Linked DNA regions of Mus musculus: regions 1, 3 and 4 are each linked to region 2. A link is a contact called in public Hi-C and HiChIP or PLAC-seq data. All regions are on one chromosome and are shown on one strand. The core of a region is the stretch at or near the end of the contact, and the rest is flanking DNA. Distances in the headings are between cores, read along the strand shown. Region 1 holds the start of Synm (synemin, intermediate filament protein). Region 2 holds the start of Pgpep1l (pyroglutamyl-peptidase I-like). Region 3 overlaps 4833412C05Rik (RIKEN cDNA 4833412C05 gene). Region 4 overlaps Igf1r (insulin-like growth factor I receptor).

The links. A called contact is a pair of places that touch in the nucleus more often than the background predicts. HiChIP or PLAC-seq counts read pairs in DNA pulled down with a chosen protein or histone mark.
Region 1: a contact with region 2 is called in an H3K27ac HiChIP or PLAC-seq map of the NIH/3T3 cell line, with 5 times the contacts expected there. The contact joins the promoter of Synm here to the promoter of Pgpep1l in region 2. A contact is called at or near these places in 9 of 39 promoter capture datasets (the HPC-7 cell line, cranial neural crest, hematopoietic stem and progenitor cells and 5 more), 9 of 115 datasets of contacts at active chromatin or transcription factors (the NIH/3T3 cell line, craniofacial prominence, embryonic basal ganglia and 5 more) and 4 of 9 other capture datasets (adipose tissue, liver, macrophages and 1 more).
Region 3: a contact with region 2 is called in an H3K4me3 HiChIP or PLAC-seq map of craniofacial prominence, with 4 times the contacts expected there. The contact joins the enhancer-like site here to the promoter of Pgpep1l in region 2. A contact is called at or near these places in 20 of 39 promoter capture datasets (the 3T3-L1 cell line, 3T3-L1-derived adipocytes, the C10 cell line and 15 more), 1 of 15 datasets of contacts at CTCF or cohesin (the NIH/3T3 cell line), 1 of 484 Hi-C or Micro-C datasets (ECoMG myeloid progenitors), 11 of 115 datasets of contacts at active chromatin or transcription factors (T-cell acute lymphoblastic leukemia, craniofacial prominence, embryonic basal ganglia and 6 more) and 5 of 9 other capture datasets (adipose tissue, embryonic stem cells, liver and 2 more).
Region 4: a contact with region 2 is called in a Hi-C map of myocytes, with 1.8 times the contacts expected there. The contact joins the enhancer-like site here to the promoter of Pgpep1l in region 2. A contact is called at or near these places in 2 of 39 promoter capture datasets (hippocampal neurons and neutrophils), 1 of 484 Hi-C or Micro-C datasets (myocytes), 1 of 115 datasets of contacts at active chromatin or transcription factors (bone marrow-derived macrophages) and 3 of 9 other capture datasets (adipose tissue, liver and pancreatic islet).

The regions. Positions count from the first base shown.
Region 1 is chr7:67,756,315-67,762,573 of GRCm38.p6, forward strand. It overlaps Synm (synemin, intermediate filament protein), which reads right to left and starts at 3,428. Exons shown (of 5, transcript NM_207663.3): 1 at 2,505-3,428. The coding sequence starts at 3,314.
Region 2 is chr7:68,262,509-68,269,318 of GRCm38.p6, forward strand. Pgpep1l (pyroglutamyl-peptidase I-like) reads right to left here and starts at 1,725. Exons shown (of 4, transcript NM_030101.1): 1 at 1,636-1,725. It overlaps Gm16157 (predicted gene 16157), which reads right to left. Exons shown (of 4, transcript NR_040340.1): 4 at 3,831-4,612.
Region 3 is chr7:67,784,753-67,790,811 of GRCm38.p6, forward strand. 4833412C05Rik (RIKEN cDNA 4833412C05 gene) reads right to left here. Exons shown (of 3, transcript NR_045954.1): 2 at 1,647-1,842; 3 at 1-540. Among named protein-coding and RNA genes, the nearest start is that of Gm34350, 15 kb to the right of the region's middle. Within about 2 kb of position 4,224, at least 30 of the 459 cell types and tissues checked have an H3K27ac peak or open chromatin away from gene starts, as enhancers often do. A contact at or near this core is called in craniofacial prominence, where this site is marked.
Region 4 is chr7:68,002,464-68,008,526 of GRCm38.p6, forward strand. Igf1r (insulin-like growth factor I receptor) reads left to right here. Exons shown (of 21, transcript NM_010513.2): 2 at 1,347-1,892. Among named protein-coding and RNA genes, the nearest start is that of Igf1r, 53 kb to the left of the region's middle. Within about 2 kb of position 4,233, at least 29 of the 459 cell types and tissues checked have an H3K27ac peak or open chromatin away from gene starts, as enhancers often do. A contact at or near this core is called in myocytes, where this site is marked.

The sequences.
Region 1 (6,259 bases), core at 2,178-4,677, 500 kb before region 2:
AGTCAGAATTCAGCCCCAAATAGGAAGGCTACAAGAATGCTGAGCTTAACTACACAGCTAATCCTGTCTGCCTTCTTTTCAAAAGAAATGTCTCCTTAGTGTTTTGGAATCGTTCACAAATGGTTGGAGCTGGCAGCTAAGAGTCTCCATCGCAGAACAAAGTCAGTGTTTCTAGGGTAAAGCTGGAGTAAATGACAACATCTTCAAGGCCTTTCTCAGGCCCCTTGCAGGTCTTCTAACATCCCCTGCCACTAGGATACAGAAAAAAAAAGCCAATAAATAAATAAATAAATAAATAAATAAAAATACAAGCTAGAATAATACACCATGAAGGGTCTGAAAACACCCTCGGGTTCCATGAGAGCAGGCTATCTCTGGGCTAGCCCTTAGAAAAAGCAGTTATCACTGGACCTGTGCAAAGTTAAAGGTTTAAGAGAGGACGCATGGCCCAGCAGTGAGCTGCTCACATGAGCCTGGATGGAACTCTGTTTTGGCCACTTATAGACTGATGGCTCACCCTCGTCTTTACCATCTGTAAAACAGGGCTCATGTTAGTATCCACCTTCTGAGATTGGTGTGCGGACTAAGAGTGAACACATGGACTAGGCCTGATGCCTCCCAAGGCTGTTAGCAGTGCAACGTTTCTACAGAAAGTCAGCTTAGCCAGTCTTTATATTTTCAGTCCTCCAGACTGAGCATCTAAGAAACTTGGGGTGGGGGGAGGGGAATGGTAAAGGCTTGGGGTTGAAACAATATTTTCTCCTTCATATAATTCGGAACACTGTTTATGATTGGGGAGAAATGTTTCAGAATGGAATCTGAAATGCAGTTGCTTTAAGATAGCTGGGCAAAGAGTTACAATACAGGTAAGATTGCAGCTGGTAACATTTAGCAAAGGCAAAAACCTAAACAAATTGAGACTGAAGAAGAAATCCAGGTCCTTCACACTGTCCTGCTCTTGTTTCCAGGGGGGAAAAGCCAACTCTGAAACAGAGAGATCCCAGGGTGGGGAGCCAAGGGTGGGGTCCTATTGCAAGTCAGGTGTGACCTCAGGTACGACTTCATTAGTGGTCTGGAGTCCTTGTGGAAGGGCTGGACAGTGATTCTATACATACTTCCAATTCCTAGTCTTTCCTCCATTTGGGGAACTCTGCTTCTCTGTCTCAGATTTGCTCCTGAAGATTTTATTAGTGGGAAAAGGTTAGGCTGTTATAAGAACCTTAAAGCCAGAGCTTCTTCAAGGTCCATGATCTCCCACCCACTCTCCAGCTCTTTGGCTACCAAAATCCTAGCCCATCGCTGGGGAACCAGAAAAAAAAAAAAAAAAAAAAAAAAAAAGAGATGCTGACTACCAGCTGCTGGTCACATCACCCCAGTCATCCACTCCACACATTTTAGAAAATGACATCACAACATCTCCAACCTTCAGCTCCTAGCTGCAAACTCTTCTCTTCAAATATTTCTTGAAGTTGTGCTCATCTTACTCCAGACCAACTTCCTGAGAGCCCCTCATCGTGTGATTTGGGAGTAATTCCAATTCTGGCTGGGAGTGAGCTAGGTTGGGAGCCAAACACTAGGGCCAAACTGAGCGTCCAGAGAATAAATCAGCCACAGGTATCCGCACACATCGTCAGAGGGTTAGAGCTCAGCTGCTCTGACATAAGAACCGTTTATATTAGTCTGTAGTTGTAATAACATCTCACCACAGGGTCCTGCTTTCTCCTGGTTTTTACACAACCCAGAGATCTGCCCTCAGCTCGTACTGTGAGCAAAACAACTCTGACCCTTTTTCTGTATGACAGTTACTTAGTCCTCTCGCGGGAAGAAACAAAAACCAGAAAAATAAGACATCTGCTCGAGGAGCTACAAGCAGCTGTCTCCAGCTGGGAAATCATTCTGGCAAACAAAAACAAAACAAAACAAAACAAAACAAAAAGGTGCTTGGAGCCCTCTTTAAGCATGGTGAGCCTCCTGGGGAGGACTTGGCAGTGCCTTGCAACCTCTCAATGTGTTGCCTATCCAGGTCTGAAGTCTGGGCTGAGTTTTGGATTTCAGGCTACAAGCTCTACAAAAGCGCAGGAAAAAGAAAAAGAAAAGAAGAGAGGAGAGGAGAGGAGAGGAGAGGAGAGGAGAGGAGAGGAGAGGAGAGGAGAGGAGAGAACAAAAACAGAACTAACAGGATCGTTGATCAGGATGTGCCTAGACACGTCTGGATCTAAAGGTAATCCAACTAACAGGATGATGGGCACTAGGCTAGCCACCGGGACCTGTCACATGGCGTCAGTCCTCCGATTTAAGGATCATTGCACCAACCCCTTATTCTTAGACTAGCTATATGCCAGAATCCCGTCGCTTCATAAATAGCAAAGCTGCTGGCAGCGTACGCTTCCCTGGGTGGGGCTGAACCAGCTGGGTGTCCCGGGAACCCCTGCTGCTCGCCTACTGGGTGCACAGGGGTGCGTGTACAGGCTATTAGGGAAGGGGCGCGGTCCCTGCCCACGGACCTGCCGCTCCTCCGCCTGCATCCCGTACTCCTCGCGCATCCGCAGCAGCTCATCCTCCAGCCTCGCGCGCAGCTGCTCCAACTCCAGCGCCTGGTTCCGCAGCGCGTCTGCCTCCTGCGCGCACAGCCGCGCCTCGTCCTCCGCCTGGAGCCGGCTCTCTTGGCCGCGGCGCAGCGCCTGCTCCAGCTCGCGCACCTCGTCCTCGTACAGCTGCACGCTCTCCCTCCACGACTCGGCCACCAGCAGGGCGTAGCTGTCGTGCACGTCCCGCAGGCGCGGCGGGGGCGCGGCGGGGCTGGTGGCGCGGGCTCGGAAGTGCATGGTGAGGCTGGCAGCGCGGGCTCGTAGATCTCGCACTTGGCGTTCGTGGGCAGCGTCCAAGTCGCGGCGCTCAGTTTCCAGCCGGCCCAGCAGCGCCTCGAGGGCGGCGCGCGCGCCCAGAGCCTCCTCTAGCTCCCGCCGTTGCGCTCCCAGCTCGGCATCCAGGCGGCTGCGGGCAGTGCCGGCTTCCACACCCTCCCGCTGCAGCTCCAGCAGTTCCCTCCGCAGCGCGTCGCGCTCGCCCTCGGCCAGGGCTGTGGACCAGTTCAGTTCATCTAGCTGCTGTCGTAGGCTGCGCGCCTCCTCGGCGTAGAGTGCCTGATCCTCAGCCCAGCGGTCCTCCCGGCTCAGCCGGCTGCGCAACTCCTCCTCCAGTAGCAGGTTCTCGCGCTCCAGCTCTCGCACCCGGCACACGTAGTCGTAAAGCCGGGCGTTGAGCTCCTGCAGCTCCGCCTTTTCAGAGCCCGTCTGCAGCCGCCAGGACAGCATCTTGCTGGGTGTGCCGGACCCTTTCGATTAGCCGCTTGCCTCCTGCCCTGATCTTGTCCCCTCCGCCCCGCCGCGCCGCGCCCGCCGCGCCGCTGCCTCGGAGGCCCTTGGACTGGCGCACCGACTGGCGAGCTTCCCCACTTAGTGGCCCGGTCGCGCGGCTGTGGACTTGGGCCATCGCCTCCAGCCAATCAGGACGCGGCCCGCGCGGCCACTGCGGCCGGACAGCGCCCCCTGCCGGACAGATCGGGCCATGGCGAGGCTGCCCAGCACTGGCCCCCCTGGTGGCCCAGGGTAATCCCACGTGGGTTGTCGGATTACTGCGTGCTGGCTATCTGGGACACCTTATGAGGCTCCCCGTTGCTACTCCTAGGGCGCAACTAAGGCACCCCTGAGTCCCAGCTTTCTTTAATGAAAAATAGTTGCCATTAAATGAGAGATCCTTTTCGTAGAGGAAGCTTCTAATTGGTTGCTCTGGAGATGAGGGGCAGGAGGTGTATTCTTTAAACTAGAGTTATAGTTCAACAATAAAGAGCTTGCCAGATAAAGAATATGCCAGGCCTGGATATCAATATCCACCACCACAAAACAACTTTGCGCATGTATATTGCACATCCGTATATACACATATACCTGTTATGTTTTTTAAACTAAGACCATTTCAGTAATTTTGCTTTTATTTTTTATGTGTGTGAGTGTTTTGCCTGCATGTATTTGTACCACGACGGTGCACACAGACGCCAGAAGAGGGCGTCAAATCCCCGTGAAACTGGAGTTAAAGGCAGTTGTTAGCCAAAATGTGGGTACTGAGAATTGAAACCACATGCTCTGCTGCCAGTGCCCCTAACCACTGAGTCATGTCTTCAGCCCTACATATACATTTTTAACTTCTGGCATGAATGCATCTCCATTTGCCAATATTATATGTTTAGGTAAGATTTCCTTTCCACGCAGAGTGGGAAACGCTGTTACCTTCTTACTTGCACAAACCACCTTCATGGGACTTTATGCTTTGCAATATTAGCATCATTCTGGTGGAGAAAGAACCTAGAAAGACTTTGAAGTGCTCTGAGCACAGAACATTCTAGACACCTACCATCTCTCCAGACTTTTGCAACTGCCTTATACACACCCCCATTATGACAGCCTGGGAGGGGGGCCGCTGTCTCTTCTTTCAGCAGTGTGCCCTTAAAGCACTTAGTTTAATTGCCATAGAAACCACAGCTCTCTCAGTTTGTGCATACTTGCATCTCATTGCATTACACGACAGTTACAAAGGATGGTAGCCAGAGTCAGTAGCATTACAGAGCGCAGGAATAGGCACAGGTGGCCCTAAGTAGGGGGGTGGGGGGTATTCAGCACCAAGGCATTGGCCTGGGAGCCCTGGACTCTGTTCTTCCGTTCTCCCATCCACAGGGGCACATCAACACTTTGGTCCTTGGTGATCATCACTCAACCTTCTAGATTACTCATCCTGAGCGCCCTGGCCTTGACCACCCCACAACAGCCGACCCTCACAGGGCAGCTACAGAGTCACCTGGACTCAGCTGGAACCGTTAACTCTCATCATATTGAATGTCCAGACTTCCAGTTCTGTCTAGAGGTAGGGAGCCATCACACATCATTGGCCCCAATTAAGAGGTTGCTTTGCTCTGACTCCTTGGGTTTTTCTTGCTTCCCCCCACCCCCACCCCGAGTGTTGAATTGTAAAACTCAAAACTTCTCCTCACTTCTGCTGTAAACCCATCTCTCAGGAGATGACTGCTCTGGGGGCATAGCTTAGCAGAAGAAAGACAAAGTCAAAAACTTGTGCTACTGCTTACTATTGCAAAACAATATCCCACTGATCAGACTTAATCCTCAGAACTGAGATTCGGAGACATGGGCTAGTGTCCTTAAATATATGACTGTGAAGTGTGGGAAGAAGTGAGCATATTAGAGGTGACCAGGGGAGCCAACCTGAGCAGGCAAAGGCTGCACATTCAAAAAGAAGAGCCTAACCAAGTGGGAGGGAGGAGAGGGCTATTTGCGAAGGATGTGGGGGTGGAGAAGCACCAGTGACCTAGGGAGTAGCAAACCAAGAGCCTTTGTGCCCAAGTGCTAGCGGAGCCTGGAGTTCTGAGATACGGCCTCTGGACAGAGGAGAGCTGCAGAATATACCCTAGAAGGGAGAAGGTGAGCCCAACCTCTCTTTCCTGCTGCTCTCCTGCCAGGGTCTCCCACTGCAGAAGCCTGGCAGTGGTGTATGGGATAGGTCTCCTGCTGTGTGAGGCTGCCAGTTGTTACATGTGAACCATGGGGTCAACACAGCTACTGTGGAAAATAAGTATACAAGCTTATAATTCACAATACAACAAGAGGGAGATAAATACTCAAAATGTAACATGTCCTAATCACTCAACTGCATTTTCTTATCTGTTCTTGAAATTCTACATAGTTAATGTTCATGAATGTCATGTCAGGGTGTTGAATATTTGCACTATAGAAATCAGCCAGTGATTTGTTATCTTTGGCTGGGACCTTGCTTTGTGGATTGTCTAGCCTTAGTCTTCCCTTTGGTGTGCATCTGTTAAGACGATGGGTTAGCCAGGTGGTGGCTGCAACAGTGCACACCTTTAGTCCCAACACTGGGTAGGCAGAGGCAGGTAGATCTCTGAGTTCCAGCCTGGTCTAGAGACTGAGTTCCAGGACAGCCAGGGCTACACAGTGAAACCCTGTCTCAAAAAAACAATCAAACAACAACAACAACAACAAAAGACTACAGGTTAAACTTAGCAGTGTGTTATGATGTATCTATTGGACTGGGAATAGGGTAACACCTTTTTCAGTATCTCAGAACTATTATCCAGGCCAGCGAAGAAGTTCAGAATGGAGATTCATCACTATTTGGCCTTGCTTGATAAACAAAAATATTAACAAGAATTCATACCATGCTATACCTATTC
Region 2 (6,810 bases), core at 475-2,974:
CCAGCTTCCTCTAGGATCATTAAAAACCCATCAACACACATTTCACACACTTTAGAACCACATTCAGCTTTGAGGAAACTACATCCTTGTTTGTTTTAAATTAGGAAAGACAACTCCGGGAGCAAGGTTAGAAGGTCTTGTTTTGCTGGGCTAAGCCTCATTCCCCATCAAGACTGCCTTGGAATAGAGTTGGGTAGTCAGCCAGAAAATGTGGTAGAATCATCGAACCCTGGGGAGGACTGCAGGTTCGCCTGGTCTCTCATTTTACTGTTGGTCCCAGCCAACACCTTAATCTAAAGGCTGTTTGTTAGAATCCTTGCATTTCACCATCTGTCTACATACCAGTTGTCAAGACAAGATTTACACAACTAGGGGCTCCAATAAAATGAAGAGTCTGTCCTCCGGCAAACTCAAAACATTACTAATAAAGGCAGGCCACACTCTGGGATCCAGTGGGCATTTCCCAATGGCGCCTGACTCCCAGCAACTGCTGGCTGATGAGAGAAATGTAGGGAAAGACGTGAGTCCAAGAGGGGGCAGCACATTTCCATGCCCATATTTCATTTGAGACAGGCACTGCTTTTACCAAGAGTATGGTTTCCTGAGGACGTCAAATGTAATTTGAGCCATTCCATCTCTGGACCCGAAATAAAAAAAAAAAAAAAAAAAACAAATCAGAAGTGCAAGGGAATAAGAGTGTCTCAAAAGAATGCTCTTTTCTTTTCTTTTTTTTTTTTTTCCTTCCTCCTTTTGGAAGGCTGATAGTATGAATCACTGTCCGAAAGTATTTATCAAAGAAGCTTTCAATTAGGACAGGTGACAGGAATCCTTTGTTTCCCTTTATCGAATACAAGTTGGAAAACTTGAAATGTGCCAAATGTGTCTAACTAAAAATAAATAAAGCGCTTTGGTGTCTGACTAAAAATAAGAGCATCGTGAGGAAAGAGTAAGCCCATAGGGACCAGCTGTGACAATGACAGGTGCCTGTGGCTGGGGTGACTTCAGATGTGCGGCTGAGATGGAGGACAGAGCAGCCACCATTCCTTCCAGGCTGACCTTTTGGGGTTCAGAGGCATCAACCAGTGTGTGTGTGTGTGTGTGTGTGTGTGTGTGTGTGTGTTCAGTGGCATCCACAACCAGTGTGTGTGTTGGTTATTTCAGTGTTTCCATAGTAGCAAAAGCACCATGGGGGTTGGCGACTGCAGTCTCCATCAAGGCCTGGTCCTTTAAAAAGGATGGTATGAGGCCCTGTGATGGTTAATTCTGTCTAAATCTGCAATTCGATGGTCTCCACTGGGTCCTAGGCTTAGGGACAGCAGGTGGTAGCCTGGGCTCCTCCCCAAGGGGCTGAAGGACAAACAAGGTCTGAGAGAACCTAAGCCACAAGTGGGCACCTCCGTGCATGGCACTCAAGTTATTTGTGGCGAAGGGGCTCAGAGGCAGGAAAGCCTGTGTTTTTTTTTAATAGGGCTGAGCAGGAAGTCAGCTTCCATCTGGAATTCCTACCAACACCAGTTGCCACCCGTGTTCCCCTGGGAGAGCTGTTTACAAGCAGAGTCGAGCAAGTGCGCATTCCAGGCCCCAGCAGAAAGCAGCCAAAACCAAAACCCGGAACGCAGGGAAACTTGGGCTTACCGGTCACCACCACGCAGCGGGACTGCGAATCCATGAGACCCGGCTGCGCTAGGCTGGTCCAGCCGAGATCCAGGATGGAAAAGACCACGTGGGGAGTGTGGAAAGGCCACGCCCCTCGGGAGCAGAACTGGCGGCCTTTGGACACTCGAGGGTCATAGCGCCGCCAGAACTAATATGGACTCAGCTTAGTTGGTTCCGTAGGATACATGACATCATGGTGCTCGACCCTATAGCAACCAACTGTCCCAAGACTGTGGGGTTACTAGGACCCACCACTGAAATCGCTCAAGCTAGGACCGCGCGGGTCACCCTCTCTGTTTTTTGCACCTATCTTCTTGATTACCTTGATTTTTTTTTCCTTTTTCCTTTTTTTTTTTTTTTCTCGGTAGAACCCCCTGCTGCCTGGAGTATTGCCCTGTGTTTGGAAAGTGTGACTTGGCTTATGATTGTTCTTGAATTCTGCAAAGCGTTTAAACAAGCAACCAAACTCGCAGCAAACACTCACTGGAAGCTGACTGTAGGCGGTGCTTGCAAGCACCTGCTGCCTAGACCCAGTGGGTCCACCGTCAAATTTCTGTTTTCTTGTTCTGCGGAGTGGGGCTCACCCCCGCCCGCTTAGACGGAGCATACTGCCTCCCACGCATGTCCCCAGCTGCATCTGCCTGGAGCGACAGGGTCTCACCAGCTGGCTGATGTCTGCTGGCTTCAGACTGGCTCATCCTGTCTGCGAAGTGCTTCCTACTGCGTTCCCTGGCAAAAAAATGCCATCCGATGTCACCCACGGTCTTGGCATTTCTCTGAGTTAGTTGAGCTCTTAAAATCTGTCAGAGAAACAATGACGGGAAACCTTACTTTTGGGACAGTTCACCTATTGATGCAGCCTGCTGGCTTTTCAAAAATACTTAAGTTTTGTTTTTGTTTTTTTGTTTGTTGTTGATATATATATATATATATATATATATATATAAAACAACAACAACTCTCTCTCTCTTATGAGAGAGAGAGAGAGAGAGAGAGAGAGAGAGAGAGAGAGAGAGAGAGAGAGAGAGAGAGAGAGAGAGAAATAAAACTCGGGGCTGGAGAGATGGCTCAGCGGTTAAGAGCACTGACTGCTCTTCCAAAGATCCTGAGTTCAAATCCCAGCAACCACATGGTGGCTCAAAACCATCTGTAATGAGATCTGAAGCCCTCTTCTGGAGTGTCTGAAGACAGCTATAGTGTACTTATACGTAATAATAAATAAATAAATCTTTAGAGAGAGAGAGAGAGAGAGAGAAATAAAACATACTTCTCTCTCCCCATCCGGGTGAGGCAGGGAAGCAGCCACGGGTGATCTGATGAGCCCCAGTAGTTGTTAACTACTTAATTGGCCGCGTGAGACATTCCCTTTAATTGGCCCTGGAGGTGGGGTCCTGGCTTCTTTTGTTTTGAGAAAGCCAGCTCTATCCCTCCCTGCCACCCACGCATCCACCCCGCCCCCCAGGCTGAGACCCGACTAGATTCTAGAGGAACTCAGGGGCTTTGTACTGGACCTGGTTGCAGGTGGGGTGGGAAAGAGGGGGTGTCTTGGTCCTAGTTTCTCACATTCCTGTGGGCATTTGTAGACATTTGTCCAACACCCTATCCTGAGCTGTCCCTCCCTGCTTGGTGGCCTTTTCACATTTCTGTTAGGAGGGATTTGCTCCTTCCCTGCCACAGTTAAAGCAGATGACAGACGCAATGTCCCTGTTTGCAAAGGTGGTGGCTGGTGGTGCTGAGGCTTACCAGTGCTCAGGAGGCAGAGGCAGGCAGATCTTTGAGAGTTCGAGGCCAGCCCTTGTCTACAGAGAAAGTTCCAGGGTAGTCAGGGCTACACAGAGAAACCCTGTCTCAAAAAAGATGAACAAATGCCACAATATCATGCGACCCTGTTTACGAATGTTTACTACTATGCTGAGAGAAAGCAGTCCCTTAAGGGCAGTTACCAGTTGTGTCAGTTGTGAACAATACCACTCTATACTCTCTTGACAATGGAGCTATAATCTCTTGCAGCTGTTATTATTATTATCATTATTATTATCATTTAGAACAGGTTGTGTGTGGCACAAGCTAGCCCCGAACACTTGGGCTTTTGCGATACTTCTGTTCCACCTCTCACAGACAATCTGGGATCATGGGTATGTGCTGCCCTGCCGGGAGGGTGTTATTTTTTATTTGGTTGTTCCGTTTGCTTGTATTTGGATTTGACTCAGGTCGTTTTTATTTCCTGGCATGCATCGAGGATTTTCGACTTTCCCATTCATTTTTCTTCTGCCCTAATCTTTTCTCTAACTTTGTAATGAAGTTTTTAAAAAGTCTCTAACCGATATAAAATGTTTTTTGTTAGTCACAACGATGCATCAACTACTGCATTCGTCCTGACCTGCAAACAAACAAACAACAGAAAGCCCACCCTCTTTCCCTAAGAAAACGGCTCAGAGAGGCATGGATTTTCTGGTCTGGGATCTGCTCTTTTCATTTCTTTCTTCCACTGTAAAAGCAAATGTTCTCGAACAATTGCTGATGTCAAACCCTGCCTTTAGGCTGATGAAATACAGTAAGCCTGAGAATTTGTAAGGCATCGAGGGGAGAGGTTTGATTTAACAGAAAGTCAGGCAATCTTCCTTACAAGATATTCCCCAGAGGGGAATGTTTGCAATTATATTCGACTCGAGGGCAAGGTGTGACCCTCTCACTGAACCGGAAAGCAGCCATGTGTTCCCACTGGGGACCTCTGAGATGACAATATCCCCAGACTTCAAATATTTCACATTTTATACCAAACACGAAATTTTGTGGGATTGGTTTTAAATTCCTTCCTGTTGAGTGGTGACTTCCTGCTTAAGCAAGAGAAAGGATCACACGGGCTGTTTATTGTCTTGGAGGCAAACAGCTTTTGGTAAGGCACAGACAGCTGGAGAGTTGACATCAATGAAATTTCATCAAACTGATCAAATTCCTGCAGGGGGAGGAAAACGAAATCAATCATCAAGAAGCAGCGATTGTTTGAAGAAGAATGTTAACGCAGCCCTCCCCCCAGCCCTCCCTACGTCAGCCATGTCTGCTCTCCAACTCTCCGCTTATGGCTACTGTCAATCACACGACCCATAGCTAAATTGCTTCTTGTCAAAGCACTAACTGATTCTCCAAAAAAAGGTCACCTCATATTTGAGAGTCATCTCTCCTACTCCCTTGTACCCCAAGGGTGGGCAGCTATAAAGTTTCTATAAAGGGCTGGGCAGGAAGTACTTCTAGCTTTGTGTAGCACATGGCCTCTGGTGCAGTGGGCCATGTGGAGTAGATGCTATGGAAATCAGCTCTGGCCCCGCTGCCATGATTATGGATGCTGAATTTAAAATTTCCTATAATATTGACATGTCGTGAAATAGTCTTCTTTTGCTATTTTTTTTTAAACTATTGACAAATAGTATAGAGACTATTTTGGGGTCTTGGGCTGTACAAAAGTAAATGGTTGGATGAAGGGGGGCTATGGGTTGTACTATGTGAAATCTGCTAGAATTCAATATTTCTCTAATGGGAAACTTACGGTATAAAGCACTGAGATAAATTTTCAGTAAGCTGAGTACATTGGTTCTACTCATACCTCTTTGTAAACAATTTTGCTCCAGTTACCCATGGTTGCTAGTGGCCCCGAAATATTAAATGAAAAATCCCAGTTATAAATAATGCATAAGTTTAAATTACACATTGCTTGGAGTAGTGTGAGAGAATCTTGCAGTGTTAGGCTCGGTTCTGCCTGGATGTGACCCATCACTACGTCCCGTGTGACTGCTTTGTTTTTTGTTTGTTTGTTTGTTTTTGGTTTTGTTTGTTTGTTTTTGTTTTTTTCCGAGACAGGGTTTCTCTGTATAGCCCTGGCTGTCCTGGAACTCACTTTGTAGATCAGGCTGGCCTCCAACTCAGAAATCCACCTGCCTCTGCCTCCCGAGTGCTGGGATTAAAGGCGTGTGCCACCACGCCCGGCTGTGTGGCTGCTTTGTATAGATGTTGTTCATCCCTTTATCACTTGGCAGATCTCCTGGTTATCTGATGGGCTGTGCAGGTCTCCTGAGACTTGTGTTTGTGTAACTCTTACCTTACTTAATAATGGCCCTAAGGTATTATATTGGCGAGACTACTATAGCATATTGTTAGAACTATTCTTTTTAATTATGTATTGTTAATGTTGATAATCGCTTATCATGTCTACTTCGTAAATTAGTTGCTAGCATAGGTTTATAACTGTAAGGAAAACACAGAGGATACATGGGTGGGTCTTATCCTTGGCTTCAGATCCAGCTGAGCGCTCTTCACAGAGAAGCGGCTTCTCTGTACAGTAAGGAGCAAGTACAGCCCTGAGTGAATATATATATGCTGTTGACACGGGCATAGCCATGTCAGGGCCCCAAGCCTTAGTTCATGCAAGAGGCAAAGCCTTCCCCTGGTAAGGCTGAGAGGGATGGCTTCCTCTGCTCCCCGGTGAATGCTGATAGTGTGTGCAGAAAATGTCCAGCATAGCTTTTTAAATCCCTGGATGAGCCTGAAGACTGCTCTCCTACAGAGACTGTGCCCACCCAGTTCTGCTAAACCTGTCTCCTGGATTCAGCTGTATGCACTACTAAGCCTCTCTGTGCATTGCTTATAATAAATAAGCTGAGCTTCCACGATGCTGTCGCTTCTCCAACAGCGAGCCCAGTCCACCCAGTCCCAGCCTTCCTTGTGTGTCCTTGTGTCTGTCTTTTCCCGCTTTGCCTTTGCTGTCCTGGTTAGGGTTCTGGAACCTAATGACTAAGTGACTTAGGAGCCTGGGGGCATAGCTCAGTCAGTAAAGTGCTTATCTGAGAAGCATGAAGACCCAAGTTCAATCCTTAGTAACCACATAAAATTTCCAGGCATGGAGGTGTGAGTCTGTCATTCCCGCACTGGGGGAGGTAAAGCCCTGGGGCTTACAGGACAACCAGGCTGGCTGAATCCGGGAGCTCCAAGCCAAAAAAAAAAAAAAAAAAGCCACACTTACATGGACCCCTGTACATGTTTGTGTACCATGTCAGTAGCGTGCGCCCGCGCACACACACACACACACACACACACACACACACACACTCACACACACACACTCTAAACAAAGATTATGCGATACAGAATAGTTTATCAAAG
Region 3 (6,059 bases), core at 2,974-5,473, 480 kb before region 2:
AACATCAACAGGGTTTTCCTTGGGTTCTATAAAAGCATTTAACATTTATGTAGAAGCAATTCTAAATATTTCCATTTCACGAGCAGCATTTTATCTCTGAAAAACACTGATGTAGAACAGTTGTGCCAGATGCTAAAACTCTGGACCAAGCTGATGGAATAGCGTGAAAGGCTACATGGCATTGACACAGCAAGTTTGTAGACCAGGAGGCCAAGACGTATAAAAGCCATTCAAGACCCACGCTGTTTGTTGGTTGTGTTTTGACACAGGGTTTCATTATGTACTCCTGGCTGTTCTGGAACTCTCTTTGTAGACTAGGCTGGCCTTAGACTCACAGAGTTCCACCTGTTTGTCTTCAGCGTGCTGGGCTCAAAGCCGTGTGCAACCAAGCCCGGTCCATTCTGAGGTAAAGCACAGGAAAGATGGCATTTCCATGCAGGGCAGAGAGACGGTGTTTAATCAATGCTGTTACTGTAATTGGTCGTTGACTTGAAAAATAACATCAACCACAAGTAAAATCTCGAGTGGATCAGCCCTGATCTAAAACATAAAAAAACAGAACAGAATTAGGCAAAAATCGACATAAGCTCAAGATAGGAGGAGTGGGGATTGTGGAGTGCAATGCAGAAAAGCTAGAATTCATCAGGAAGAAACATAAATCTGCCGATAACAATAAAACATAAAATAGCCTTTGCACACTCTTAACGGATGGACTATTAGCTCTTTGCAACTGATGAGTTTAAAATGGCATGCACTGTAGTGCTGGGTAATATACAGACTGAGCTGCGAAGCTGAGCCCTGCTAATAAACAGGTTAAAATGTAGCAAGGAACACTTCCCTAAAACAAGACTCTGGAGCAAATTTAGAGCTGGTTTTCTGGGAAACTCTGGCTGCAGACCCTGAGGTTTCCTTGGGTCAAAGAAACTTAGGTCTTTAAGAAAAGTTGACATTTGAGAAAGTATTTGTCTATGGAAGACACTTTTTATCTGCACACCAGAGCTTTATTCATTAGACAACTCCTCCCTCGCCCTGCCTTAAGTTGTCACTGCCCTGCCCCCACTCTTTCTCATAGCTCAGGATTCCATTGGGCTTTAACCAAAGTGGGGTGGCTCCTGCCTGTGATTCTATCACTCAGGAGACTAAGACAGAAGTGTTATGAGTTTGATGCCACCATCCCACTCCACTAGTGGGTGCCATTTTTAATTCATCAGTTGCAAACCTGAGCTACATAGTGCGTTCTAGGCCAGCCTGGACTACAATGTGAAACCTTGCCTTATGTATATGCCTATGTGTATATATGCGTGTATGTATGTATATATAACATGTAGTGTGTAACATATAACAGAACATAATATATAATGCATGCATGTTATATATGTATGTATGTGCACATATATACATACATGTACATATGCATATTGCTTTAACCACCCAACTCTTAAATCTAGTGTTCTGTGGGACATGCATAGTTATGAACATAATTACAAAGTTTGCCATTTGTTGACTCTTTACTGTCCATTTCAGAGACTTAATTATCAAGCCTTCAGCAAGTAGAAGGCAAATTTTTACTATCGTGTGGAAAGACGTTTTGATCTGCCTGCTAGGGAAATACAAGGTACAACAACAAACACGCTCACACTCCTTACCGATCATTTTGAAAGATTTCAATTGCTTGATGAGCCCAGGACCTAGGAAGCTACAGAAGAGATGGAGGGGGGCTTGCTTTAGCTGAAGAAAGCACACAGTACTGGCTTCAGGGCCAGACATGTGTGGAATTTAACCCAGGCAATGTACTGGTGGAGGCCAGACTTCAAGGGACATGTGTCCACAGTGTCCATACACCTGTTGGAAAAAAGTTAGAACTACTGTTGATTTATGGGATGCCTGTAACATTAACTTCCAAAGGTGGACCAGAGAAATGGTTTGGCGTTAAAGGGGCCTGCCACCAAATAGGATGGCCTGAGTTCAATACCCAGAGCCCAGGTTGTGAATAAGAGAAATAACTTCCTCCTTTGTTCTGACTTCTACATACCTACCACAGTATATGTGTGTGCATGCACATGTTACACACACACACACACACACACACACATGCACACACATACAAAGTAAGTAAATGTAATAAAAAGATACATTTCAAAAAATTCAAAATTAAAGGGCTAGAGTGATGACCCAACAGTCAAGAGAATCTAGAGAATGCCTAGTTCCCCCACCCCCACATCGGACAGCTCAAACTGCCCACAGCCCCAGCTCAGGAAAATCTGATGACTCCTGCCTCTGTGGGTACTTGATCTCTCGTGTGCAGACACACCTAGATGTAATTTAAAAATAAAAATAAATCTTTTTTAAAAAGCAAGTGACCCTCCTTAGAAGTGGGAACAAAACACCCTTGGAAGGAGTTACAGAGACAAAGTTTGGAGCTGAGATGAAAGGATGGACCATGTAGAGACTGCCATATCCAGGGATCCACCCCATAATCAGCATCCAAATGCTGACACCATTGCATACACTAGCAAGATTTTATCGAAAGGACCCAGATGTAGCTGTCTCTTGTGAGACTATGCGGGGGCCTAGCAAACACAGAAGTGGATGCTCACAGTCAGCTAATGGATGGATCACAGGGCTCCCAATGGAGGAGCTAGAGAAAGTACCCAAGGAGCTAAAGGGATCTGCAACCCTATAGGTGGAACAACATTATGAACTAACCAGTACCCCGGAGCTCTTGACTCTAGCTGCATATGTATCAAAAGATGGCCTAGTCGGCCATCACTGCAAAGAGAGGCCCATTGGACACGCAAACTTTATATGCCCCAGTACAGGGGAATGCCAGGGTCAAAAAGGGTGAGTGGGTGGGTAGGGGAGTGGGAGTGGGTGGGTATGGGGGACTTTTGGTATAGCATTGGAAATGTAAATGAGCTAAATACCTAATAAAAAATTAAAAAAAAAAAGAACATAAAAAAAAAAGCAAGTGAAAGGTAATGTTATAGACTCCTAATAAAATTCATCTAAATAGAATCTATTGTGTAGTCAGGTCAGGACTAAGTGATTCATTGTGTGCAGTTAGCTTTCTCACTACTGTGTTAAGATACCCAGCTAAAGCAACAGAGGGGAGGGGAGATGTATTTCAATTCACACTTTAAGGGGTACAGGCATCAGGCAGCCATCCATCAGTTCTAGACACCAGACTGGAGTGGTGGAAACCTGAAGCATGAGTTCCTTACAGCCCTGTAGGTCAAGAAGCTGTGTGCTATACCTCTATAGCTCTGCCCAGATGTAGCTCTGCCCAGATGTAGCTCTGCCCAGATGGTACTTGGTCCTATGCCAACTAGACCTCTGGCTGTAAAAGTTCCAGAGCCAACGTAAGTTGCACCACTGTCTGAGGACTGAGTCATACAAGGAGGGTGGGACAGGGGTCCACATTTTACATTCAAACCATAACACACAGCGATTCTCATGGTGTGTTATATACAATGATCCAGTGTTTCATGGAACCAGTCATCAAAGGTCCCCATGGCAGATATGTTTAGCTAAAGCACATGTTTGACACTCCAAGGAGTCAAACTTCAAGTTTGTGCTTGCCAACAATCTAGTATTATGTATATTGGTCCCATTTTTAAAGATGAAAGAAAAAGAAAAAGAGGAAGGGAGGGAGGGAGGAGGGAGGGAGGGAGGATATCAAAACCATGCATTGTGGCACACACCTATAATTCTAGCAATGAGTGGGCGGTAGGGGAGGGTCTGGTGGAGGCAAGACTATCAGGAACTCAGGAACAGCCCAGGACACATGAGATCTTGTCTGAAAATAAAAGTTGGGGGAGAGAGAAGGGAGAAGAAATCAGCACACACAGTATCTCACAGAAACACACGAGACTGCCTGACACTTTCTTTGTTTTAATCAACTGCTTTGGTTGCAAAGATCGCAGCTCACAAGCACGACCCATTGCAATTCCCAGGAATTCCGACTTAGTTGGTATGCGGGTGTAGCCTTGGCATCAGACTTTTACAAGCTCCCTGAGACGTTATAATGTGAAGCAAAGCCTAAGAATTATTGGCATAAATAACTTTGGTCTGAAGGCCACTTTTGGCAAATAACCCCCGAAAGCTGTTTTTGCAATTCTCTCTCAGGCCACTAGATGGCGGATTGTCCACACGATAGCATTTCAATACCAGGTGTTTTCCAATAACTGTTCCGTGGGCAAGCAGGAAGCTAGGAGAGAGAGCAGAGCAGATTCCAGAGCAAGTATTCTGCAGGCTTGGCCTCACCGCGTTGGCTGGCATCAAGTTCTGAGGGGCCCACAAAGGTGAAAGGAAAGGTACAAACCCATCGGATTGTTTTAACCCTGGCTTTTTCTGCGGTCAAAGCGAGACGGTTCCTTTCTTCTTCCTGGCCTACATCTTTTTCTTGGGTGTAAATTACAGCAAGGCGTTCTTTATGGAAAGGCCGCACCCTTTATTCGGAGTGAGGCTTTTTGGAAACCTTTTAATTAAAAGTAGCTAGTTCGCCTTGTTGCAAATAGGCAAGAGGCACTATGTATTTATCGCTGACTTTGGCTCATCCGGGAATCAAACTCGGGGCCTCTTGCAAGCTAAGTGAATCGCTCTACCACCGAGCAACACGCCCAGCCTCAGAAGAGCAATATTTAAACCCTATTTATAGATTCAGATTAGTGTGGGAGTAAATGGGGCGGGTAGGAGAAAATTGTGAAATCAAGAAGATTTCTGTCACCCTAACACACAAGAGTGTGATTTTTCCGGAAAACAAGCACCTCTGGGCTTAATTTTTCTCCCTTTGATCTGAAAATAAACACCAGCCTCCACACTTCTTGGTCGTGCACTGTTGGTTCATTAAAGAGCCATCTGCTGATTCCCTGTAAGAACTCAACATGCAACGATTATGGGCAAAGTCCAGAGAAACAACTTCAAGACAATTTTTGTATAAAAATTAGCTCTAAAACGAAGCGTAATCACTCTATCGGTGTTTCTGCCATTTGGATTTTTTTTCCCCATCGAAATTTATAACATATTCATTTTGGCAGATTGTGTAACTTCTGTATTCTGAAGTCAGAGCACTCCTGACTGATGTAGGCTCCATCTCCAAGCCGGAGAGCAACAAGCAGGACACGAGACAATCTTCATGGCTGTCTGTTCACTGGTTAGCCTGAACCTTAAGGCCTGGTGGACCTTTCTACCAAAATCCAATTAGACAGGATTCTCCAGAGAAAACAGAACCAGTAGAATGTGAATAATTAATTGATTGCAAGGATTGGATAATGGATTTATGGAAGCTGAGGAGTCCACAAGGCCGTAAGCAAATTGGAGACTCAAGCCGGCTGCTGGTGCGGGTTCCGTCAGGAAAACCAGCAAGGCTAAGCTTCAGCCTAGCTCCAATCAGTGGGTGATGGCTGGGTGGTGAGTTAGCTCCCTCTTGCTCAGGTCAAGTCACCAATGCACTGGTTGGCAACCCAATAGCATTGTCCCAATGTCTGCCACAGAATTCTAGTTCCCTGGGATGTTAATAAAGGCAAGTTGCTACCAAAAGTCCCAGTGTCAAATAAGTCTGGAATTTCCTGGGTGAGACTGTTAAACAAAAGCCTTTTCCCGTAGGACTTTCTCAGAGCCTCGAGGTCACACAAAAGAGGGTGATGCTTTGCAAAGCTTTCCAAACTTACCATGTTGCTCAGTGTTTCGATGCTGCAATAAAATAATTGAAAGAAAGACTTAAGGAAGGGAGAATTCTCTCTGGCTACTGGACCCAGTTTTAACTCACAGTTGGATGGTTCTGTTGTTTGGGGGCCCATCACAAAGCAGGGAACAGTAGAAGACAGTGGATCTCCTTGTAGTATTCAGGAAGCAGAGAGTAACACAGAAAGCCACTCTCAGAAGGTATGTCCCCAACACCCCACTTCCTCCAGCAGGACCATTTTCTGCAGTCTACCATTTCCTTATGAGTTATTAAAACTCCGAGTCTATGCACAGATGAAACCACCCAGTAGGTCACAGCCCTTAGGCTCTGCTTGTCTCTGAGCCCTTTGCAAACACACCCAGGAGTGAGAGCTACA
Region 4 (6,063 bases), core at 2,983-5,482, 260 kb before region 2:
GGATATCTGGAATATTGTTTATAATGTGAAAAATTAGAGATGACTAATTAACAGTAGAGAATCAGAACAAGGGACTAGTACGTATTAATAATTTAAAACAAGTTTCTCTGGGCTAGAGAGGTGGCTTAGCGGTTAAGAGCACTGACTGTTCTTCCAGAGGTCCTGAGTTCAGTTCCTAGCAACCACATGGTGCCTCACGACCATCTGTAATGGAATCCGATGCCTTCTTCTGGTGTGTCTGAAGACAGTGACAGTGTACTCACATATATGAATTAAATAAATCTTAAGACAGCCAAAATCAAAACACTCTAATAAAACAAGTTTCCCCTTTTAAATTAAAAAGAGAGAGAGGAAAATAAGTGCGCCTGTGTGTGTGCGTGCGCTTGTGTGTACGTGTCTGTGTGCGTGTATGAGTGAGCGAGCACGGGCGCGCGCACATGCATGTGGGGAGGATCGTGCTGGGGTTGTCTCACTCACAGTGGGTTCCAGGGATCTGATGGAAGTGAGGACTGCTAATCAGCTTCCTTTTCCTGCTGAGCCACCCCACAGGCACCTGGCTTTTCTTTTTTAAAAATCCTTTGGAAAAACATTAGATTGGTTAAATGTTTGTATTAGTTAAGTGAAACAAGTCTTTGCATGGGTATGCTCGTGCCTGATTTTATTATTTGCAGAGAAAGGACAGTTGGCGCAGGTAGATGAAGGCTGTTTATCTGTGACTGTTGCGATCGCTGTTGATTTTTACTGCTGCTGCTGTTACCTCACTTGTATAGGAAACGTCTTACTCTGTTAAGAACGTGGCACATTATGTTACTTTTGCGAACCCGCGCCCCTTTCAGTTTTCTTCAGCTATTTCTTTTATTTGCGTTTTTCGAGCCTCCCGGTTACAGGTCCAATTGGTCTATATTAAATGGTGTCTGCTCCCTGGGTCGCAGTGATTCTTCTTGAGTAGACTTCGTTGCTTGATGTCCTTTTTGCCAGACACAGAAACTGTAGGACCTGGGCTGCGGATTTTTTTGTGTAGTGTTGTGACTGAGGACCTTGGCGACACTGGGCTCGTTCGGGTTGTAGCATGAACTCTGCACACAACCCTTTGTGACCTCGGACTGAAACCTTCAGTTTGGATGGTTCATGTAGCAGTTTCTCCCACAGGTCAGTGAGTATGTCGTACGGCATCTGGGCCAGCGTAGGCAGCTGAGTGACAGTAACCAGGTAGCTGTGCGGGTGTGCACTCTGCCCTGAAAAACAGTCATCATCTTTTATAATGATACAGGTTCTATCAGAAAGTCATCTTAAGAATGATCTCTGTTTAACCATATGCCCCGCTTTGCCCTCTTGTCTCCCTTCAGTCTGTGGGCCCGGCATTGACATCCGCAACGACTATCAGCAGCTGAAGCGCCTGGAAAACTGCACGGTGATCGAGGGCTTCCTCCACATCCTGCTCATCTCCAAGGCCGAGGACTACCGAAGCTACCGCTTCCCCAAGCTCACCGTCATCACTGAGTACTTGCTGCTCTTCCGAGTCGCTGGCCTCGAGAGCCTGGGAGACCTCTTCCCCAACCTCACAGTCATCCGTGGCTGGAAACTCTTCTACAACTACGCACTGGTCATCTTCGAGATGACCAATCTCAAGGATATTGGGCTTTATAATCTGAGGAACATTACTCGGGGGGCCATCAGGATTGAGAAGAACGCCGACCTCTGTTACCTCTCCACCATAGACTGGTCTCTCATCTTGGATGCGGTGTCCAATAACTACATTGTGGGGAACAAGCCCCCGAAGGAATGTGGGGACCTGTGTCCAGGGACATTGGAGGAGAAGCCCATGTGTGAGAAGACCACCATCAACAATGAGTACAACTACCGCTGCTGGACCACAAATCGCTGCCAGAAAAGTAAGAGTGGGCAGCCGGGGGACTTCCACTTTCTGCTCCGTGCTTTCTTCCTCTTCCTCTCCCTCCTCCTCTCCTTTGTCTTTGGTGGGGCAGGACGAAGTTCTCTCACATCTCCACACTGCCTAGTGGAAGTGTTTCCTGGGGATGGGGAGGGATGGGTCTTATCTAGCTTTTCTGTGAATCGGGATCTCTCAGAGTACAGGACCGGAGCCTGGATGGAGGCTGCTGTGGCTGCTGTCAAGTCTGGTTAGAAATAATTTGCTGCATCTGGAGGCTACAAGTTTACTAACCGTCAACTGCTCTGATGAGATAGGGGACTTGGTGTGCTTTGTAAGTCTCTGATTCTCGACAAACAGGCACTTCTTACAGCTCAGTGCCTGTGTCCTTTGTGTAAAGGGATTTATAGTATCACCACCCACCACCACCACCACCACCACCACCACCACCACCATCATTTTGTAGAGCAAGATTCCTTCTCACAAATAAAGGAAACGTGTTAACACCCGTGTCCTGAGAAGGTGATCCTTGGCTCTCAGGACCCTGATGCTGCAGGAAATCGGGTTTAATATGAAACACGTGATAGATCAGATGCCTGCTTGCCAGCTTCCACGAGTCCTAGGTCCATTCTCTACTTAAGGCAGCTCTATAGGAGGGAATGTTTCTGAGCCCTTGGGTTTTCATTCCTTTCTCGTACACCTGTTGTGGCAGTCTTGTGCAGACACTTAGTGAAGAGAACTTGGAAAGCATGCAGTGACCCCAGGGTCTCATAGTGGTGTTTAAAGCTTGTTTGTTTACCTGTAATATGCATATGTTCTTTGTAGAATGCCTAAACTCATACCTGATGTGACATAGGACATGAAAATCAACTTTTGGCTAAAATGTAGCTATGGCTCAGGGCATTGGCTGTATTGAATTCAGTAATTGAGCAATATTTAGACGTAGTTGCCAGCAAGGTTCCCCTCACTGGTTTCCCTCAGCACGTTAGCTGTTATTTTATGGCTAGACCAGTTAAAGACTCAATGAGTCCATATACCTGACTAGTTATGAAGATTGCCCCATAAATCCCGCACAGAACCCCCAGATGGATAAATTTGTCTAAATTCTGAAGTGTGTATAATCAACAAATGGAAGACCAGCCCTCATGGGTAGCTATTATTTCATCATGCCTGGAGTTGGGGCCAGAGTAGGTCACACACCTTGATGTTTTCTGTCATTTGATTTGTGTCTGTCTGTGGAATGTGTAGGGGTAAGGTGTATGCATTTGTATGTGTGGGTGTGTATAAGAGATATTAGTAGGGCCAGTATTCTAATGGCTAGTACTTTGAATAGCTGAGTGAAATATACTTTTCTGATTGATTAAAAAACAATTCCCTATGCTTGGCTTAATTAATGGTTTGAAAAAAAAAAACCCTGTAATTCTTTTTGTTGGTTTTGAGCTAGGGTCTCAGTCTGTAGTTGGGGCTAGCCTGGACATGTAGCTCAGGCTACCCTTGAGTTCATGGCACATCTCCTGCCTTAGCTTCCCAAGTCCTGGGATTATAGGAATGAGTTCTTGTCCATTGTCATAAAATTTTGTTTTTATTTATTTTTAAATTATTTATTTATCTAATATGTTTGAGTACTTTGTCTGCATGTATGACTGCTCACCACGTATGAGTGTAGTGTCCCTGGAAAGACCAGAGTTACAGTCAATTTGTGAGCCCTGAAGATGCTGGAAATCAAATCTGGGTCCTCTGGGAGAGCAGCCAGTACTCTTAAGGACTGAGCTACTTCTCCAGTCCCCAACATTTTGTTTTTAAAGTAGCCTTGGCATTTGAAAAAAAATTATCTTAAAAAGCATCATCAGATTTGGATACAGAAACAAGAGTGTGTGACGACTGGACTGGCCAGCTTGCCTGAGCTGTGGTCGAGCTGGTACTACGGCAGCCACACCACTCTGTCATGGTGGCCAAACTAAGTATGGACAGGAAAGTGTTTCGGAAGCGTAGAAGCTCTGCATGAAAGGGATGTGCGGTTTGCAGCATCATTAGCTAACACCTGTCAGCGACCCCACAGATGCTCTGCTCTCACTGTGGCTTTTCAGCAGCTTCTGAAGAAGTCAGGGGCAGAGATAAGGCCTGTATTCTGGGTCAGAGTCAAGGGCCAGTAGCCAGGAACTACCAAGCAATTTAAATGTGTAGGGTTTAGTTTGTTCATCTTCATAATGGCATGGATCCTGTCTTCCTCATAGAGTCCATGGAAGGTTAAATTAGAACAAAGAAAACAGCCGGCCTGAGGCCAGAGTGCCTGTTGGCTAGAACTGGTCTTCCCAAGGCCGTGTTCTGCAGCCTTTTCCTTGGCCGCTGTACCAGTCCTGATGACGTGTTCTGTGGTTTCACAATGGAGTGCTTAAAATCGCTGACTCCATTCAAGAATACTGTCTTCTTACCTTGTCCTGAAAACTTAGTCATGGTCACAGCTTCCTGTAGCCTTTCTAATTCAGCTAGAATGCTTTCCCTCTTCGTAGACTCCTATTCTAGTCTATGCTGTCATGTGTGTAGTGGCACCAGTCACACGTGCCTGAGTGGAGCACTTGACCCTTGTGGCCTGCCCCAAGAAAGCCCTGCTTTGAGCGAAGGGTTTCCAGGATGTAGTCTGGGAAGAATCTTTGAAATATTGCCTACATGATTAAAAAAAAAATGGATTCCATGCTCTGATGAATATACTCGAAAAGGTAAAACGTGCTATTTATTAAAATCAGTTCATTTGCTTCTCTTTACTCGGGATGAGGCCACTAGAATGTTTACAACACAGATGGCTGGCATTCTCTTTCCTTTGGAGAGCGGGGCCTTAGTGGCTCTCCCTAGACAACTGGCTTCTGTCGTGCTGTGTTCAGCCAGAGCCCTCCGTCATCCTTCAAGGATCCAGGGCAAGGGCATCGAGCCCTCACAGAATGCCCACTTCAGAGTTCACATACGCCATTCAAAATGAATATTTGAGGAATCCCAGTAAACTATTTACTGCTGGCTGGTGGCAGAGGATTGGGAATATCAGCATCTGGAGAGAAATCCCAGTGAAGAATACGAGTGAAGTCAATGCTGTAAAGGAGACCACTTGATCAGTTTACCCCATAATGTATCTTCATTCTTCCCGGGTCGTATCTACTGGCAGTGTGGAGGCAGCCCACTAACGAGGGGCCACTCTACCTGTTACAACCTCTGTATTTCTTTGTTTTTGTGATTTTTATGCAGGCCTGAGTTGTTCCGAAAGAGTGAGGGCCCCCCCCCCCCGAAAGGAATTGTGTTGGGGAATTAATACGGGAATAACTGTCAGTGCCCTCATGTTTGATGGTCGGTCCTTGCCTCCTGTCTTGTTTGAAATGGCTTCTGTGTCTCCTCCTTCGCCTGTAGTGGCTGCTCTGTTGGCCTTTTCTCCATCTAGGCTTTCATTGTCTCTGGCCTTAATCCATCTGGGCTGCTACAGCAGAATGTCACAAGCTGGATGGCTTATGAACAATGGATTCACTTCTCTTAGTTCTGGAGACCAGAGACCCAAGGAAAGGGGCTGACAGGTTCTCTGTCTGATGAGGACCTGCTTTCTGGGTTCAGAGCCCTCCACCACCATCTTTCATGTGGAAAGGGGTAAGGCATTTTCTGGTGTCTCTTTCACAAGGGCACTATTCCACTTGTGAGGGCTCCAGCCTCCTGAGGTAAGGACAAAGCCTCACCTTTTAGCACCATGTGCTCAGGGACTAGATCTCGGGATAGGAGTTCTGGAAGACATAATCATTCAGACCAAGACATGGCCACAGACAGGCTCTCCCCCTTCTTCCTACTTCATTATATTTACTGGTTCCTTAGCATCCTCTTGTCTTTATCTGACTTTCAAATACCATCTCAAGTCCAGGCCTCTTGCTGAGCCTTTTTTTTCCCCCTTTGTGTGGCTCTGGCTGTCTCATAACTGGACTTGTAGACCAGTCTGGCCTCAAACTCAGAGATTCTTCTGCCTCTGCCTCCCTAGTGCTGGGGATCAAGGGTGTGTACCACCACTCCCTGACTTCTATTTGAGCTTTCAACTACAGGTGAAGACCACCCCCATGGAATGTCTCCTTGCTTCTATGGTTTCTCTACATAACTCTCCTCCCCGTGGCGGGGGTTGGGGGGGAGGGGGTCAATGCTCTTGTTCTCCTAGC